Regions from separate parts of the Mus musculus genome. Here region 2 is linked to region 1. Evidence: chromatin contacts called from public HiChIP or PLAC-seq data. All regions are on one chromosome and are shown on one strand. Each heading gives the region's core, a stretch centred on a gene start, on an enhancer-like site or on the middle of the called end of the contact. The rest is flanking DNA. Distances are from core to core; before and after follow the strand shown.

Evidence for each region. HiChIP or PLAC-seq counts read pairs in DNA pulled down with a chosen protein or histone mark.
Region 2: a contact with region 1 is called in an HNF4G HiChIP or PLAC-seq map of pancreatic cancer cells. The contact joins two enhancer-like sites. A contact is called at or near these places in 1 of 115 datasets of contacts at active chromatin or transcription factors (pancreatic cancer cells) and 1 of 9 other capture datasets (liver).

The regions. Positions count from the first base shown.
Region 1 is chr15:64,004,512-64,009,676 of GRCm38.p6, forward strand. The region is part of intron 2 of Cyrib (CYFIP related Rac1 interactor B); the gene reads right to left. Among named protein-coding and RNA genes, the nearest start is that of Gm25628, 19 kb to the right of the region's middle. Within about 2 kb of position 1,705, at least 45 of the 459 cell types and tissues checked have an H3K27ac peak or open chromatin away from gene starts, as enhancers often do. A contact at or near this core is called in pancreatic cancer cells, where this site is marked.
Region 2 is chr15:64,360,016-64,365,789 of GRCm38.p6, forward strand. The region is part of intron 1 of Asap1 (ArfGAP with SH3 domain, ankyrin repeat and PH domain1); the gene reads right to left. Among named protein-coding and RNA genes, the nearest start is that of Asap1, 20 kb to the right of the region's middle. Within about 2 kb of position 4,251, at least 86 of the 459 cell types and tissues checked have an H3K27ac peak or open chromatin away from gene starts, as enhancers often do. A contact at or near this core is called in pancreatic cancer cells, where this site is marked.

The sequences.
Region 1 (5,165 bases), core at 455-2,954:
CCACACCCCTAATCTTTGCTGTCCCTTCCACCCACCTCCACAGCACACCCTTGGCATCATGAGCTCTGTCTGGGCTGGTGAGATGACTTGGAGGGAAAGAATAACACGCTTGACCACCTGAGTTCAACTCCTGGGACTCACAAGGCAGAGAGGGAACCGACTTCTCGAAAGTTGTCTTCTGACCTCCACACATGCTATATTGTACATACGTTACACGCGCACACACAATGTAAAAAACAAAAATTAAAACACAGCTTTCCCTGTAAAACAAGAAAATCCTTGCTGTAGCCAAAGCCACCTATTTATCAATGACATTTTAAAACATTTTAAAATGCATTTTACAGAAATCTCATGCTTACACACACACACACACACACACACACACACACACACACAAAAGAAGAGTGACAGGCCCACTGCCTCCCAATCCTGCTGCTGTCCACAGAACGACTGCCGCCCATTTCATACTCGGCCTTCCAGCACCATCATGAGAGTTTTCTACTTCTGCTCGACTTTAGATGAAGAAAGTCAAGAACAAAGAGTTTGTCTATCTGCAGGAAGGCCCGCCTTCCTCACTTTCTCCTTTTCTTTTTTTTTTCTTTTTTTTTTTTTTTTTGAGACAGGGTTTCTCTGTGTATCTCTGGCTGTCCTGGAACTCACTTTGTAGACCAGGCTGGCCTCGAACTCAGAGATCTGCCTGCCTCTGCCTCCCAAGCGCTGGGATTAAAGGTGTGCGCCATCACCGCCCGGCACTTTCTCCTGTTCTTTCAGCCAGAATTAGCCAAATCCCTCACTGTCCAGGCTCCGTTTCTGACCTAACCTTCACCCTAATAATTGCTCTAGTGATGATTGGGCAAAATTACAGGAACAAATGGGAGTATCAATATTCAAACTGTCTTCGGCCTTTGCGAGAAGAAGAGCAGTTACATACAGTTAAAGCCCAACAGAGCTTGAATGTCTGCAACGGTGTTTCCTTCCTCAGAAGAGGAACGATCCACGCTGCAGGTGTGTGGTACTAGCTCATGGGCTGGGGTCTCATATTGAATAAAAAGGACACGCTACAAATTGAACAGCATCGTTCACCTCTGCTCCCTGACTGCAGATGTACTATGTGTAGCTATCTCAGGCTCCAGCTGCCATCAGATCCTCGCCACAATGGATTGTGACTTCAGCCTGTGATCCAGAACAAACCCTCCCTTCTCGGCCAGGTATTTTGTCAAAGGCGAAAAGTAACTGAAACTGATGGTTTCTGACATTCCTATGTTCATGTTCAGACTTGGAAGGTTGTCGACACAGGCTCCGAGTCGGTCAGGGCTCGGCCAGGCCTGAATGTTTTGCTCGCCTGAAAAGAGAGGGACGTGCAGACACTTGCTGCCAGAGACGCAGCACAGTACCTGGCAAATGGAAGAACTCAGTCAATAACGGCCTTTCCTTTTGGTTTCAGTATTTGTGAACGGATTATTTTCACTCGGGTGGTGCTGGTATAAAGTGCTCATTGCAGTATTATTTACAGAAATAAAAATGATCTTCCGAGGGAAGTGGCACAATAGGGTTCTAAGAGAAACTTTAGAACGAATGGAAACTATCCTAACTACCAGGTCTTGAGCAAAGGCATTTCTTTTCCTTGAATCTGCTTGCTCATCTCTGAGTAAAGAGTTTGTCCTCCATGAGTCACGCATTCTCTGTACATATATTCATAGTCCGGACACTCCAAATACACTCCAGGGTGCTGACAGCAAAGATCTGATGTGGTTAGTAAGTGCACTGTAACATCAGAAGATGCTTGATGACTTGTCTCCAGACATACCTTTTCTTCCCATGTCCATACCTCCTGAGAAAGCACACAGAATGTCTTCTGTCTCTCTCCAAGAACTAGACCTAGATCGATAACACCTGCTTTGTGCTGGTTTGTCCCCTAAAACAATGCCTGACACACAGCAGGAGTTCATTTACTGATTTAAAATGTCTGAGTATTGGGGCTGAAGAGACAGCTCAGTGGTTAAGGGCAACCCACTGCTCTTGTAGAGGACCCTGGTGAAGTTCACCCACATAGAAGATTTCAACTGTCCATATCTTCAGTGCCGCCTCCTTCTGACCTCTACAGCACATATGTAGTACATGTACATATATGCAGGCAAAACATTCACATGTGTAAAATATCTTTTTTTTAAATCTTTCAACTTTTAAAAAAGCTTTATGGTTATTGGAAGGTGGGAAAATAGCTTCCTTTCTAAAGTGCTTGCCTAGCATTTAGGTAGGAAGCCTTGGTTTCAATCCTGAATACCACATAAACTGGGCAGGGTGATGCACACTAGTCTAATCCTAGCAGTTAGGAGGTAGAGACAGGAGTATCCGAAGTTCAGGGTCATCCCAGCTATTATAAACTGAGTTCAAGGCCAACCTCAATTTCTGAGACCTTAACTCAAAACAAAAACAAAACGTATGGCTAGTAAGTGAAAAGAATAAAGTGCAAAATCGCTTATATCATAGGGTGTAATCTGTATATACAGTATCTATCCTGATCTGTGGGGAAATTGTGGTAGGAACCACCAGAGAAGTTAAAATTCTGTGATAACAGGGTGGGAGTAGGGATGAACCCTTTAATGTCTTGAAAGGCCCATTGTTCAAAGGATGGTAACTGGGATGGGAAGGCTGTAGGCAGGCAAACACAGACAGGGCCAAGGGATACGGAAAGATCTGGAAGGAAGCACACAGCATTGAAGAGAGCCAGCAGCACAGAGAAGACTCGGGGCTGGTAATCTATTAATGGAAACAGGACCACAGGGGAGGAAAGAAAAGTAGGTAATATGACACCACTGAAGAAAAGCCAATTTACCTGAAAGTTTTAATTACAAGTTAATATCTATTAAACCACTCCCAGGTGCACACCATTTCCCCCCATTAATTGCCTCGGTCAATTGAAGCTTCAGTGACTCTATGCACAAACATGCACTTGGGGCTGTCACATGCTACTATTCCGAGTCCCTATGTGCTTTGTGACCTATGGCTGCAGTTGCGATTGATTAGAGTCCCACAGTCAGAAGCTCACGGATGAGCTGCAGATATTTCTTTAAACATGTACCCACCACATTCCAGCCCGTGCCACACACTGCTAGGGGGCCACCCAGAGCTGCACGGAGACCCCTTTCCTTCCAGGGATGAAAGATACACTATCTTACTCCGGTACAGGGCCTTGCAAGTGACAAATGATAAAGATGAAAAACACCCTGTAAACTTCAAAAGTGGGGATTGTTGCCTCAGCTTCAAGAAGTCAGGGGAGGAAGGAGATGTCCCAAGAAGGCTGTGTCCTTAAGTCACAGCCATGCTGTTTGTCAACTGAATCTTGATGCTCCCTCTGGTGGCCCCTGGCACTTGGGACCACATGCTGCCTTTAGCACCTCCAGCCCCCAGCTGCCTGCCTGGGTTCTTTGCCATGTCCAGCAATTTACCACATTGAGCAAACCAAGTCAGATCCTTTCCTGAGCGTGTTCTCAAAAGCCTAGGTGCTTGTTGATAGCCTCCAGCTACTGTGATGGTATGACAGTTTCTCCAACCCTAGGAGCTTCCTCTAGGCAAAAGCCATTCCATCTTGCTAGCCCAGTACTCCCGAGTCAGCACTGACTCTGGTAGAGTCCCTGATACAAAGTATGTACCTGGCACACAGCTGCAGCCAGCTAGTCAGGAGCACTGTGGCCATCAGTGCTGACTTACCCCAGTCTGGGGACTAATGTCACTCCAGCCCTACAACCAAGAGCTCATTGAGGCGCCATGGAGGAATGAATTGAATAGCACTCACAAGAAGCCTAAATGATTAAGTCATTAGCTATAGACACTGACATGTGAAATTCATAACTTTAAACAACATAATAGGATAACTCATACATGAGCTAAAAGTGTGAATGAACTCAGCTTCTCACAGTTACTATTTCAAGTTAAAGATACTGCATGGGGGGGGGGGGGTGATATCAATATGGTCCATGTCACAAAGAAGCTCAACTGGTTTAACCAGGAACCTCTCTAAAACCCTGGTACAGGTTTCATGTAAACAGCACAGACTCCAAGAGACTCAGCATCCATTTCTCAGCTCCAAAGGAGGAGGAAAATACCTTTAACCTAAGCCCTAGGCTTAACATTTTCATGTAACAGGTTTTGTGTGTGCCCATGTCTCAGTCTCCTTTCCTGTTGCTGTGATAAAATGCGCTGACAAAACGAACTTAGGGGTAAAAGGGTTTATTTCAGCTCACAGTTCCAGGTTACCCTCCATCAAGCAGGGAAGTCAAAGCTGCAGGAACTTGAGAGGAATGGTCCCATTACATCCACAGGAAAGAGCAGAGCAAGAAGTCAATGCATGCATGCCTGTGCTAAGCTTGCCTTTTCCACTCTAACAACATTCAGGATCTTCTGCTTAGGGAGTGGAGAACCCTGCCTAGGGAATGCTGCCACTCACAGTGGACGGGTTTCCCCTCCTTAGTTAATCAAGTCAAGGTCATCATCTATATACATGCCCACAAGCCAACTTGACCTCACCGATCTAGACAACGCTTCACTGAGGCTCTTTTCCCAGGTGATTTTAGAACAAATCAAACAGACAAAACTAACCACAGCAGCCTACTGGGTTTCCACTGAACTCCCTAATTTTTGAAGGCAAGAACTTTGAAAGTCACCTTTAATATTTTACATTTTGAAAAACTGAGGGCCCAAGGTGTCAAGAAACTTGTCTACTGATTACAAGGAGCACAATCCATACCACGAACCCCATCAGACCTGGGATCTAGGCCAGGTAGTTCACAGGTGCTCATGTCTACACTGCCAGAGAACAACTGAGTTCAAGGTCAAAGCTCAGTTTGACTCCCTGAGGCATGAACAAGAGTCCTGTTTTGGGGTGTGTGTGTGTGTGTGTGTGTTTTATAATTACTAATAAGCAATGTGCAACCCTTGGTTTGGTATCTGGTATGATTTTTCAGGACAAATGGGGGGGGGTGTCCATGAAATCATCTTTACCTTGCCCTTCATCACACAAATGTTTTCCAACACTGAAATAAGAAAAAAAAAGTTAAGAGAGATGTTTGTTGCTTGATGAAAAACACAAGGAGAAACGCCCACTTGCTGGACTTTTCCAGTCTCCACGGTGGTGGGGAATGCTGCCGTTCCTGATGTCGTTCTGA
Region 2 (5,774 bases), core at 3,001-5,500, 360 kb after region 1:
GAACCCTTCACACTGAAGAAACATGGATGGACTAGAGATCCGATTATCTTCTGTTTGGCCAGATCCATTCATTCCTACACACTAGGTGGCAGATGCTAACAAGACGCCATCCCAAGCTGAGCACTGTCTTCTGATGCAAGCCACACAGGTGAACCTTTAGTTGTGCCTACCTACAAAAGGAGAAGCTACCATAAAACAGAAAAGCGATGCACGTGGCTGGATGGAGTAGCTCTGGGGAGCTAGAGAACAGCAGCATCAGGTTTTGAGGTGGAACAAGAGGCTATCAAACACACAGAAAGGAAGAGGCTCTAAGTGGACCCACAAGGCCACAGCCTAAAGAAACTGCTCATTGTGGGAGCGTGTGTCATTCTGCCTAGCACAGTGCTGCTCCATCCAGAAGGAGATGGCAGTAGAGGTTTGTTATTTCAAGTCTGCTCCTATCTAAAGCTGGGTGACCACAGGCAGATGGGAAGGTTTGCAATTAGGAAGTTCTCAACCTGCAAGTGGAAGCGCAGAAGGAAGAGGCTCTGGAATATGCCGGCTGACGTACCAGAGTATCTGCCTCTCCCCTTACCAGTTTCACCTTTATGAACTGGGTGTTCCAATTTTCAAAGCTCGCTTAATAAGAGTAGCCTCAGGCTAGACATAGGACCTCTGCACCTGGCACTTGGGAAGGAGGATCTAAAGTTGAACTCATAGTCCTTGCCTATGTAGCCAGACTGAATAATTTTCTAAAAAAATCCTTGTTTCAAAATTAAATACATAAACAAGTAAATTTACAGTAAGTTCCTTCAAGGGCCTGCTGTGAAGTAGACCTTCTGGGAAAACATGGGTAACTGACGCTTCCTTTGGCATCCTTTGCCCTTCTACTTCTCAAAAATGGTACAAACTTGGTCTTCCAGGGATTAAACCAAGAGAGGGGATCTATTTCACATGCTGTTCGAAAGTTTCATGACAGCACATAAGAATGTTCTAGTGCTGCAGCTAGAACTCCTGTCCCTTTCCATAGCCCTAAGAACGGCTGCTGCGCTGCAGGTGGTCAGTAGCAACTATTGTTGCCAGAATACATTCCCTGAATCAGTTAAAAAGGGGGTGGGGCTAAGACACTTCTGCTTGAAATGTCAAAATAGGAAGGCGGAAATGCCTTTTAAGTTGCAGGCAATACAAATAACAAAAATGAATTATTAATTAGTATGTACAGTAGACATAATATATGCATAGATATAGATATAGTCTCACACATGCAAGCAGCCTTGCATGCTACTTCCTCCAGCTGGACAAGGAAGCCCAGTGCCATATTTAAGAAGGCTATGTGACCTAGGAACTCATAGTATATGACCTAGGAACACCAGGGCCAGGCAGCTCAACCTTCAAACATCTCTCTGAAAACCTGCCTCTGTTTCTTAGAAACGTTGCTGCTTGCCAACATAGGAGGATCCTCTCAGTTCCAGAAACGGCATTCATTATCTTGGAGTCTAGAGTCTTTGCTTCTAATGACGATGAAACAGTTTCCACTCCGACAGCTGTTTGTCTCCTAGTGTGAAGGGTGTCAGCACAGTGACAGGATACTGAGCTGGGTGCGCCGACTCACTGTAATTTCAGGACAACTCCTTGAGCCACTTGGGGTCACCTTCACAGGACGGCAAGCTGTGGACATCAGGGTGCCACCTGAAATGGAAGGCTGTTGGAAAAAACCTCTCTGGCAAAGCAAGACAGAATTATGGGGAAAGCAATCTGTCACTTCTCTCCACCTTCCTCTCCAGAGAAGCCTTCAGGGAACAAGATGACCCTCAGCCAGGTCTGTGCCTGGTCCAGTGCATGTTCAGTGAATTGATGAATTAATAAACCAAACAAATATCTCATGCCAAGACTTTCCCAGCAGAGTCCAACTCCCAGTTGCCAAAGGATTAGCAACACGTTATCAGGACACCGGTTCCTACAAGCCTCTTGCTTGGCAGTTATGCATGGTATGAGGTGTCCTGACAGGTCCCATCCTCTAGAACCCGCTGCAAACCAAAGTTCTCTCAGACATTAATCCAGTCTCCTCAGTTTCCCCAAGATTTTATCCTCAAATAACAAAGAATTAAAAGCAGTTAATCAAGACAGATGTATTTCATCCCCCAAGGGGCAGCATATATGGCCGAGGCTACTAGCCAAGGAGGGCTACTAGCTCCTTGGGATCTCAACGTGCCAGTGGGGAAGCAACTAGTGCGGAAGCAAGGGTCATACTGTCTCTATCTCACAAGCACAGTGAGGGTTCCTGAGAAGAGAAAGCGCAGCAGAGATATCCTCTCCCAGCATCTCAATAGCCTGACCTGATGGGTACCCTGCTCCCTCGAAATCTTGAATGACTAGGACTCAGATGAGCCACTACATGACCAAAAGGGGAGACGCTGGGCTGGCAATGTAGCTCAGGTAGTAAGGAACTTAGCTGCGCGTGCGTGAAGTTCTGGGTGTGACGTCACACGTCTGAAATCCAAGCACTTCAGAGAGAGAGGAGAGGCGGAAGGATCCAGAGTTTACAAACACGCTGAGCTATAGAGCAAGCCTGAAGCCAACCTAGGCTGTGTGGAACCCTCTCTGAAAGAAGAGTGGAGCGAGAGACCCAATGCTAAAACCAAAGGCCACCATTCCCAGGACAGGCATGTACAAAGATGCATCTGCACCCCGACATGAAGTGCAGAGGAAGGCACACAGCTGTGTCAGGGCCTTTCCCCATGGCCAACTGCAGAAAAACAGCTGGGCACTTTCCAGATTCCCTCAGGGGCCCCGACCGACGACGACAACGACGACGACGGACTTCATGTGCTGGATCAGGACATTCCAGCGTCAGCCTGCTTCCTCTGCAGAGACATTTTCCTGACTTGTTCTGGCAGCAGACACAGGCTGAAAGAACTGCCCTTCCTCACACCACCCACCTCCATGCTGTGACTGATGTGGAAAGCGGTGGCCTGGCAAGGAGCAAACTGGGAAGTCCAGCTTTGCAGAAGGCATACCTAGACATCTCTGAAGAGGGAATGGACAAGCACTGCCTTACTGGAAACAGAAGTGGAACTTACAGACTGACAACTGACCCATAGAGAGTAGGAGAGAATGAACTTCAGCCATGGCTCCATCATTTCAGAGCTCATGGGATATGGTCAGGGAGAATCCACTACCCTACCCTGCTCGCTCTGTCTCTCTGTCTCTCTCTGTCTCTGTCTCTCTGTCTCTCTCTGTCTCTCTCTGTCTCTCTCTCTCTCTCTCTCTCTCTCTCGTTTAGGGGAGACAGGGGTTTTCTGGAAAGCTTGCTTCAAGTGAGTTACTGGCCTGTGGGTGATATCCAAATAAAGCATGATAGCTTCAAGGAGAATAGGCCTCTCATCAGGCAGATCTAGTAAAGGCTGGTATCTGACTATACATCCAGTCTGAAACCTTCTCTGCAACCTGGCTGTAGTAATGAGTTATCTATTCCATGTGTGCCCAGACACCGTTTGGTACAGGCTTAGAGAGGGAATGAAAACTTACCCAAAAGAAAGGAGGGGAGAGGAGGGAGGAGAGAGGATGAGAAAGAGAATCCTTTCTCAGTAGTATTTGTTGTAGAAAAGATGCTCTCTGTGTGTCTCTGGTAGTAATGATAAAGGGGGGATTATCCCACAGGACTATAGACAATCTCACAAGCAACTTCAGCAAGAGGCCAGCACTCAACACTCAAGGACCAGCCATTAGCCAACCTCATAACTTATAGAGCAGCTCTTTACTCTCTGGTCACAGTCAACAAGGAGTCCCCCTAGTAGATGGGAGGAAGAGGGGAGGCTGAAGATCATCTTCCAAGCTCAGCCCAAGTCTCAGCTCTCTCCAGGAAGCCCACACCTTTGCTGAGACTCTGCCAGCCATTCGCTCTTTGCCCCTCAAAACCACATATCCACAGGAACCCCCAGGCTGCTGTTCTAGAGCTTGCGCTACCCCATACCTGGCCACACCTTCCTAAAGCTCCTTGACCTGGCCAGCAAGCACGGAAGAAGCAGCTAAAGGCATGAGTCATTATGAACCCGCAAGTAAAACCACCATGACACACCACTTCACATTCATTAGTTCGGCCACAGACAAGAAAATGGTCCAACATCAAGTCTTGGCAAAGGTCTGCTGGCTGGTGGAAATGTTAAAAAAAATAATAATAATAAATCACTCAACCACTTTGCAAAGGTCTGACAGCTCCTCAAAAAAGTTAAAAATAGTTACCTGATGACTGAGCGATTCCACCCCAGGCATATGCCCCAAGGAATTGAAGACATGAACTCATATAAACACTTGTAAATGAATGTTCATAGCAGCACTTGCCATGACAGCCAAAAAGTAGCAACAGCTTAGATGTCCATCAGCTAGTAAATGAATAAACATTGCAGCCTACCCACACAATGGAATTACTGAGCTATAAAAAGGAATGAAGGGACAGGATGGTTCAAGGCAGCCAAGGTTACCTAGCAGGAACGTGTCTCAAAGAAACAAACCCCAAACAAGCAAACAGCCAGACAAAAGGAATCCTGGCACTATACCACAGCCTGAGTAGATCTTTACAACGTTAATTCTAAAACATGCTGAATGAAAGCCAGACATGAAATCTTACACGGACAATTCCATACACGCGAAGCATCCAGCAGAGGTGCATACATAGAGAAGAAATGACTGGTGGTTGCCAAGGGCTGGGAGGGGGAGAGGGGAACCAGGAGGCATTGTGGCTTCCTTTGTGGGTGAAGAAAACATCTTGAAACTACATAGAAATGATAGTCACACATTATGAATGGGTAAGATTTATGGTTAGTTTCACGTTAATTCTACATCCAGTGTGTGTGTGTGTATGCATGTGAGCCGACCCTTTATGAAATTATCATAATTCAAGGGAGCTGTGTGTCCCCTACTGTAATGAAACAGCCTATTGCCTAGCCTATGGTCCAGTCCAGTTCCCTCATGTCTCCTTTAAGCCAGTTGTGTTCCTTGCAGCCAAAAGCTTAGAATCACTTCCCTGCTGTGTGACCTCAGAGAAATATCTCACTTCTCTGAGTCTTCACTTCATCACTCCATAAAACAGGGCTGAATCATAATACCAGTGTTACTAGGTAAGGTTCAGACTTATTATGATGGCTCCTATGAGATTGTTAGGTGGAGACCCGAGGCTGACTTCATTCACTGCTTGTAACACAAATTATGACAATCTCAGTGGCAGTATGATCCATCTGGTAGAACTGGGTGGGCTCACATCGGGAATGGCAGCTGTGTCACCAGCTTGCTGAAACCCAAACTTGGCTTCTGTCACTCAACTGTGACCTTGGGAAAATTGCTGCTCTGAGATTTGGTTCACTCACTTGTGACACAGGAATAGTTAAGAGGATGGAACGTATCAGTATCTGGAACATGTAAGCTGCCATTGTCATTGTCAAAGAACAGACCCTAGTCATTTGCATAGCAGAGTCTGGTTTTCTATGTCCATGGCCTCCCTCCTTCCTCCCACAACAGTAACTGCTTACAGAGTGTACCCTTATTACTGAGTAGCATCAAAATGAGGTGGATCAGGTAGGACTTTAGCCCCCTCAGACCAGGAGTTGAACATCTATGGTCACAAGCATCACTTTCAAAGAGCTCTGTCTGTTTCTTCACACCTAACACTGCAGCCAACTCTCACCAAGTTTTCTGGGCACACCACCAGACTACATTTCCCAGACTCCTTTGAAACTGAGGGTGATTATGTGTCAGGGTCCTAGCCAGGGAAGGTGGAAATGGGGTAAGCCATTAACAGG